Linked DNA regions of Rattus norvegicus: regions 2 and 3 are each linked to region 1. A link is a contact called in public Hi-C data. All regions are on one chromosome and are shown on one strand. The core of a region is the stretch at or near the end of the contact, and the rest is flanking DNA. Distances in the headings are between cores, read along the strand shown.

Evidence for each region. Hi-C and Micro-C count contacts between places; a contact is called where the count stands out from the background.
Region 2: a contact with region 1 is called in a Hi-C map of liver, with 3 times the contacts expected there. The contact joins the enhancer-like site here to the promoter of Spry1 in region 1. A contact is called at or near these places in 2 of 12 Hi-C or Micro-C datasets (both in liver).
Region 3: a contact with region 1 is called in a Hi-C map of kidney, with 2.9 times the contacts expected there. The contact joins the enhancer-like site here to the promoter of Spry1 in region 1. A contact is called at or near these places in 2 of 12 Hi-C or Micro-C datasets (hepatocytes and kidney).

Annotation. Positions count from the first base shown.
Region 1 is chr2:122,483,994-122,486,693 of GRCr8, reverse strand. Spry1 (sprouty RTK signaling antagonist 1) reads right to left here and starts at 1,347. Exons shown (of 3, transcript NM_001395072.1): 1 at 1,195-1,347; 2 at 492-780.
Region 2 is chr2:122,803,396-122,806,095 of GRCr8, reverse strand. No RefSeq gene overlaps it. Among named protein-coding and RNA genes, the nearest start is that of Spry1, 320 kb to the right of the region's middle. Within about 2 kb of position 1,380, at least 10 of the 93 cell types and tissues checked have an H3K27ac peak or open chromatin away from gene starts, as enhancers often do. A contact at or near this core is called in liver, where this site is marked.
Region 3 is chr2:122,834,072-122,836,771 of GRCr8, reverse strand. No RefSeq gene overlaps it. Among named protein-coding and RNA genes, the nearest start is that of Spry1, 350 kb to the right of the region's middle. Within about 2 kb of position 1,366, at least 20 of the 93 cell types and tissues checked have an H3K27ac peak or open chromatin away from gene starts, as enhancers often do. A contact at or near this core is called in kidney, where this site is marked.

The sequences.
Region 1 (2,700 bases), core at 98-2,597:
TTTTTAAAAATTTAAAACTCCATAACGAAGACTTTAAATGTGCCAAGCCTCATCCACAAGAAAGGAAGACGTGGGAACGGCTTGTTTGAGCTATGAAACCCCTAGGCACAGCTTTCATTCGCATTTTTACAGGGCATTCCCAAGCAAGTTCGCTCAGGCGGAGCACTTAGGCGCCCCGCAACCGCCCAGAGCTAAGCCGGAGCGCGCGCGCGGACAGCACTGTGGGTAGCACCGCCCGGCGCTTGGGCCCCAAGCCGAGACCTCAGGGGCACCCAGCCGCGGCAGGTCCGGCGGGGGAAAGTTATGAATGAAAACAGCTCGCGGGCGGGAGGAGGCAGCGCCCTCTCCCCGCGTCCCGCGGCACTGCGCTCCGAGCACAGGCGGGCGCTGGATCCCCAGCGCCATCGGGTGCCGCGCGCTTGGCACGGGCTGCGCGAAGACCGCCAGGACCGCCCGGCCCGCCCCGGCCCGCACCTGCCGCCCGCACTCACCTCGGCCTCCACGGCGCCGGCCGGGGGCGCGGAGCGGGCGAAGCGCGCGCCGCATCAAGCGCGGCGGGGCGGCCGGGCGCGCATGGCCCGCGCTGCGGCCTCAGCGGCCCCCGGGCAGGGGCGCTTCTCCGCGGTTGGCGGCGGCCGAGGGCGGCTCGGGGACATCCGCCGGGTGCGCGCGGCGCCCGCTCCACAGCACCGTCCCGTCCCGGTCGTCAGGCGCGCGGCCCGGCGTCGTCCCGGGCTCTCGGGTTCCCGCAGGTCCGCGTCCCCGCAGTCGCCACGCCGGCTGCAGACGAGCAGAGACAGAAACACGTGAGTCCCTCGCCAGCCCGGGACGCTGTCCTGCTCGCCGTGGTAGACAGCCACGAGCTCCGGACACACGCGGCCGTGCACGTTTTGCCCCCACGGAACGCCCCGCAGTCAAAAGCGCGTCCCAACGACGCGTCTGCGAGAGGCAAGCCCGCACGCAGGGACGGGGAAAGTCAGGTCTGGCACGAGCGCCCGGCGGGTCGGTCGCCAACAATGCGCACAGACACGCGGGTGCGCGGCGGTGCCAGCCCGCGTTCGCACACACGGAACTCGCTGCCCGGCTACGGAACTCGCTTCAGGGCCGACCGTAGAGCGCCGGGCACAGAGCTAGAGCCAGCTCAGAAAACGTCCAGTTCCAAGAAAATAAAATAAAATAAAGCACCATTCTCACCTGATCTCGCCAGGTCCTCGGCGGGAGGGGAAGGCTCTTACCTAGTGCAGAGCCTGGGGCCGGCCTTCCCGGCACATGCACGCCGCCCACAGCAGCTCCTCAGCCCGCAGAGCTCTGGCTGCGGGGCCGCCGCAAACCCCTGCGTGCTGAGCACTCGCGCGCGGGCTCCGCAGCATTTCAGCGTCGCCGCCACCTCCACCTCCACGCCGGGACCCGCCCCCGGTGATATCATGTGTCAATCACGCGGGCTGCGCGAAAACCCGGAGCAGGATTTTAGCGATCGTGGATGTGGACTCGAGGACGCTCTTAAAAAGTTGATTGCCTGCAGAAATCCTGCAAGCGCAACAGGGGAGTACCCGGTGTTTCAGGGGCCCTGTCAGTCTTGAGCTGTCAGCCTCCGATTTAAGGGGACTGGTGGATTCACCCTTAGAATTGAGTTAAAAAGAGTTGTGAAGAACATTTAAAAAGCAAAAACAAGCAAACAGCAACAACAACGGAAAAAACGTGTACACCATGCCACCGTGCCCCCAGACAGAGGGAAAATGTGTGAAGTACAGATCATGCGAAATATGAAAGTTCCAGAAAGGACAGTCACTTCTGCAAATGCAATATAATTACACACTGAAGAGTGGAAATTCCTGCTGTGGGGTTTTAGTGATTGCTTCATTTAGTTTGTGATTTGATCCCTAAAATTACATGGGGGAGGGGGAACCCAATTCCTTCCTGTTTTGTAATGTTTGTATAATTTTGTCAAAAACACCAATACATTTTTAATCTAGTAAAATAAGCATAACTCATCAGGAAGTTTTAACTTTTGTCACATGTCTGTCACGGGGTGGGGGACTTTAGTAAGCCAGGGAATGCTTTTCGCTTCTTTACAAACTAAGGAATTTGGACATGTATTCTGGGGACGATATAGCTCAGGATGCAGTGAAAAGGAATGTATGTGAAATTAAAAGTTCCACGAAGCTTATCTTAAAGATAACCTAAGGCCTCAAAAATTGTTAGTGGAAAATAATTTTCCAGGGAATTTTTATCAGGAACAGTATTTGATCAACAACAGAACTCCATGATCTAAATCACCTGTGAACGGGAGTTTGGATAGTTTGGGTTCAAAGTAATTTTTTAAAGTCTTAACAATTGCAGTGGATTTTGATAAACATTTTTATGACCATTGGCATACTGCATTTCCAAGCTTTTGAATGTTTTTTAGTGTTCACAATTATGCGTGGGATTACATGCAAGGAACCCAGGCACTCCCTACACAGAACAGCAGCCGCAAGAAAGTGCACTAGAAGGCAACAAAATGTAGTAAAAGCCAAGAAGCTGCCTGTTCACCCTTCATGGAAGGGGATGTGTTAAGGACATGTTTTCAAGTGTAAAGTTGGTGGGGCTTTTCTATCTTGTAGATGTAGCAGCCTAAGGAAGTTTCTGCAGTAGATCTCTCTCTCTCTCTCTCTCTCTCTCTCTCTCTCTCTCTGTGTGTGTGTGTGTGTGTGTGTGTGT
Region 2 (2,700 bases), core at 131-2,630, 320 kb before region 1:
TATTATAGATCCCAAGTTTGCATTCGGAACAAATGCTCTTGTAAACCTCCCGTTTCCTAGAGTACGAACACCCTCGGTAGTACATCCTTGAAAGTAAAAGGAGGCTTTCAGTTACTGAATATGTATATATGTTCCCGTGGCCTTTAAACAGAGACTTACAGTCACTTCTATGGTTCATGGTCAGAGGAACGGTTGTCCTGCACTTGTATTTTCACCTGTTAGACCGTTATGCCGAGCAAGGCTTGCATTTTCAAATGGTATTTTCACGGGATCTTGGTAAAGAAAGCCCCATGGCTGCACAAAGCGACACAGAAACTCCCTGAGCCACCCTTGACCTTGCCAGACAGCCTCTGCCCATACCCTCAGCAGTGAGCAGGCCACAGGATACCTTCCGTCCCAAGATGAAGAAGCCAGAGACCAGTAGGGAGGCTTTCCCAGCCATCCATGGTCCTCAGTGGAGACTGAATGTCTGGCTTCAGGAACTGCATGCTTCACTTCCCCAGGGGCATCCCGTGCCCGGCTCCAAAGGAACTGGGTATTTCAGAGCACTGTCTGATTAGGAACAGTCAACCATGAAGACCCCTCGAGAGAGGGACTGCCCAGTGAGTCCTGATAATGTGAAGATCACCCCACATGCCATCTCGGTGCCTAGCAGGGCAACCAACATTCAGCAGCTTCTGGAAACGCAGAAAGCATTCAGCAATAAGCCTACTGGGCTGGCAACTAGAGTCCTGAACCGTAATGTTAACCATGTAAGATCAATGAAAACTTTTCTCTATGTTTTTGTGTGCATAGAAAAGTATGTGTCTGTCTTACGGTCTTTCCCCCAGATTCTATTTCTTATAAAAAGGTGGGAATACTTTTGTCTCTTCCTGCATCATCTTCCCAACCACTCTAAAGAGTAAGACACCACAATGAACTAAATACCTATCTCAGGGAATAACGGAAAATACGCTGGCCAGGGTTCATGCTTCAACCTACTTTATTTTATTTTGTTTGTTTTTATCTTTATTTGTCTGCATAAATCAATGGCCTCCCTTCAACCCTTCCCCACAGGAGCAGGAAGGACATGCTGTGTGTTGGCTGCTATGTAGATGAACACATGAAACCAGAGAGAATACAAGGAGGGGGATGAACTCCGTGAGCTCCCAGCTCATATCTGATCAAACCCTTCACCTCACTGTTTCCTTCCTTGCCCTGAATATTTATTTTAACTCCGAGGCTCAGTCTTCGACCTTTGATGCCAGAAATATTCTCACACATTCCGAGAAGGTGCTTTTATCCAGTTCCAAAAATGTCAGGGTAAGGGTCAAACCTGGGTCCTGGCTTGTCCCAGGCAAAGGTCCACCTAACATTTGGCATGTCTGCCTGCTGTGCAGGCGGCTGACAAGGTTCTGTTGACAGTCCAGTTTTCACTTCCTGCCCTCTCCCCCTCCTCTAAGTTTACATTGCAGAACAGACAATAAACTGCTTCTAGTCTCTTCCCAGCCCCGCCCCTCCCTCAAAAGCTGAACTGAAGACAGAAAGCACCCCCACACCCTGCTTCTCCAGCTTGACCCTACCTGTGTTTGGCCTTCGCCCCTGGACCAAATCAGCATTCCAGGGCAATGAGAGAATGGCATGTTCACCACCCAACAGGAAACGGAGCAGGCCAGGCGTTGACATCACCTGGCAGATGTGCTTTTCAAGTGCGAGGCTTTAGTCAAACCTTTTCATGGAAATCATTGACACAGAAAAGGAATAAAGAAGAAAAACAAGAGGGAGAGACAAAGTTGGTGCCGTGATGGGCATGTTTTGCACCCCATTAAAAGAAAGGAATTAAAATGAGTCAAGCTCACCTCCCTTCCTCTCCACCCCCAACCCCTCCTCACTCATCCTTTAAGCCTGGAAGTCAATGTTTCTGAAACACTGTAGCTACTGGCAGGGCAGCCGCACATAAAGCTGTCAGTCTGCAAGGAAAGTAGACGGCTGAGTTGAGAGGAAAGGGGCTAAATCAATTTGAGCATGCATGTTAAGGACAGTGAAAGGGCAGCGAGGAGAGCTACAAGGCCAGAGAACATTTGTCTCTGTCTCCTTGTGTTTCCACCACACAGAGCAGAATCCACCCACTAAGGCTCCAGCCAGGCTCTGAGCTGATTGATGGCAGCTGGAGATGTCTGCTTGCTTCCTCAGCCTAAGATACACTGTACCCCAAACGGAGGCCCCCTGGGCCCACACTCAGTATACCTACACTCCTGGGCAGGAAGCCTCTCTCAGCCTGCTCAGGGACAGGACTTAAAGTTCCAGCAAGGCTGAGGAAGTTCTGCTCACCATGGGGGCCAGTCAGGTAGACTATTCTTCTTATACAATGAAACCATATTAAACCTCATACTGAGAAGGAAAAAAAACCATAAAATTCTACAAGACATTTTCAAATAACTCACTCACCGAAGGGCCTGGGTCTTAAGTTTTTCTCAGGCATTGGATTCACTTTGCACCAAAATGCCAGGATGTAATCACAGAGCCCAGGGCTGAAGGAGTCAGCTTGACTCCCACTCCCCAAGTCAGTGTGTGGGAGAGACTCTTCCAGATGCACTTGACCATGGGACTTGCTCCATGCCACGAGCAGTAAGCAGGTTTTGTGGACTGTCCTGCTATGTTCACTACGTGGTCAAATTCATTTGAGTTTATGGTAACACAATAATCATAGGATAAAGACTA
Region 3 (2,700 bases), core at 117-2,616, 350 kb before region 1:
TAATCTGCCTTCAGTGACTACAGCTGGCCAACCGGAAGAGGATAATTATGGAATAATGTTGTTATGTCTTAATAAAGATTACTGGTGTCTGAGGCAAGATCAATATATGGTGAACTTCCTCTAGTTCTGCAGTCTCTGTGGAGGAGGTACAGGGGTGTGCTGCTTCTGCAGTTCCTTAGTTTGTTCCTTTTGCTTCATGCTGTGATGACTCTTTGCTTCTCCTTACTGAATTTCCCAGTCATCTTGAGCTTTCCATTCCTGTCCCTTCAGTACTCATAAACTCCTGGGATGCTCTTGGAGCAGACACTATCTTTGTTAGGCATCTTCGATCAGTGCCTAACTTTTAAATTCAAGCTTGAATTCTACCTCATCAAAGTTTGGTTGTAACTTGGGACAATGAGTTAGCCATGCTCCGGCAGAGGACTTGACAAAGAACACACAAAAAAGAATGATAGTAGATGGCATGTGAAGCCACATGTGTGGCAGCTCAAGTTCTTTATCTGGTACATTAAGATGACTTAGAAAACTGGGGGGAATCCCATCCCTCATACAAATAAACAATAATGATCTAATCTAACAACTTTGACCCCTAATAAGGAAACAGTCACAAAAGGACTTCCATGGAAACTCCGAAAAGATAAAGACACAGTACGGTGGCCAGGAAAGCACATTTAGGAAATATTCCCAACTCAGCCACTCATCAGACATGTGACCCAGGGCAAATTACGTGATGTGACCCTGTCTAGATGTTCGCTTTAAGAAGGGAGATGCTACTGACAGAAACTGCCAGGCTTTGGTCTCATAAGGATTAAAGGGATTAGCTCACGGACAGTCTTCAGAATGGTGCCTAGTATTCAATGACCTGAAGAGAGAGGCTAGAGAGATGGCTCAGTGGTTAAGAATCCTTTCTGATCTCAAAAGGGGACCTGAATTCAGTTCCCATTATCCCTGTCAAGCATCTGACAACCACCTATAGCTCCATCTTCAGGGAATCTGACATGAACTTCTGGGTTCCAATGGGCACCTGCACTCACGGGCATGTACCTCCCAATCCCCTCCACATGTGTAATTCAAAATAAAACAAAATGAAATAAACAGATGGATGTTAATGCTGTTGAGCGGTCACTAAACACAGCCTGCAAAATCCCAGGCTCCGAGTTCTTGCGTTAGATCCTTGACTTGAGGCTATTAACATTTAACCAGAGGATCGTAAATAAACTGAACTATGGTTAAACCCTTCCTGTAAATGTGTCTATTCCTGAGAAAATACAAACGCACATAAAAACTGGAATGTCTTGGACCGTGTCTGGGAGGGCGGGATGAGCAATGAAATGACTAGATGATTTGCTAAGGCTGCCGAGGCCGGACGCAACGTTTCTGGGCTCATCCTTGGTCCATGCCAGCACAGCTCTGAATGCACAAGTCTGGAATGACCCGCCTCCCGCAGAGGAAGTGATTTTAGGGTCCAGGTTTCCGAGCATTCTTTGGCATTCATGTCCTGGCTCCTGCTCTGACTCTTCTTCTGTCCTAATTACATGCCTACTGTCAGCACACCCAGCAATGATCCTTAATTACCTCCTCTTAATTACATACCTGCCGCCGAGGTGTGCCAGCTCCCCTCTGCCATCCTCAGTCAGTTGGTCGATATTAGCCAGCACAGATGCACGGAGGCCCCAGGAAGCCTCCCTGGGAGCCTGTGGGTAGGAAGCCATGCTGGGGGATGGGTATGTTTAGTTGTCTCTCTCCTCTGGTTTTACTTTAAATGCTAGAATGTTCTCAGTCGTGTTACAATATGGTTTTGGTTTTGGTTTTGGTTTTGGTTTTGGTTTATGACTCGTCTGACTTTTTAAAAGATAACACAGGCAAAAGCTCAGGGCAGATTCTAGATGTTCGATGCATATTTGTTTATAGCATTCCAAACTATCACACATAGAGTTAGGTATTTCCACTGACTTTCTAACATCTTGTTTTTTGGTTTTTGTTTTTTGGTTTGTTTTTTTTTTTTTATTGGCTGGGGATCCGCTATAAAAGTCACACACACAGAAACACAGAGCTTCCTTTTAAATACAGAGAGGAGGAAAGAACGACAATTGTGACGTGCATTGTAATCTAAATGAAATTCTGCCTCAGCAGCTGTTCTCCCAGAACAGACTTGTCCCTGATGACGCCCAGGTCTCAGGCCCAGATCTGAACAGGAAGCTGGCTTAAGAATCGATGCACCTTTGAAAGTGGCAACCTGCCAATTGGAAGACAAATGTCCCTTTTCAGCTGAACTCCGGTTGTGACAGTGTGTGCACTTGGGGTACATTGACTATTCAGGGTATTGGAGATAGTGTTTTCTGCCATCTGCTGAATTCTTCCTCTAGATAGGGAAGGAAGAAAATATAAGAAATTAAATCACTGTAGGAAATCTTAAAAAGTCAGGCTTTTTAAAACACATCATTATGAAAACAAAACCTCCCTAAGACCCTGCTCTCTGGGTTGTGTGCATGTTTTTAGCTGTGTTTTCCTTTCAGTAACTTTCATTGCCTCTTGTGTTTCCATTACTAGTGGGCTTCCTAACATCTGTTTTCCATTTTTATTTCATTTCCACTTGTGACCTTTGGCCTAATCTTTGTGTTTGGAAAAACACAGGAATTAAAGTTGACATTATCTCCTCTGCTTTCTGCAAGCTGCAGGCACACAGCTTCAACCTTGTGT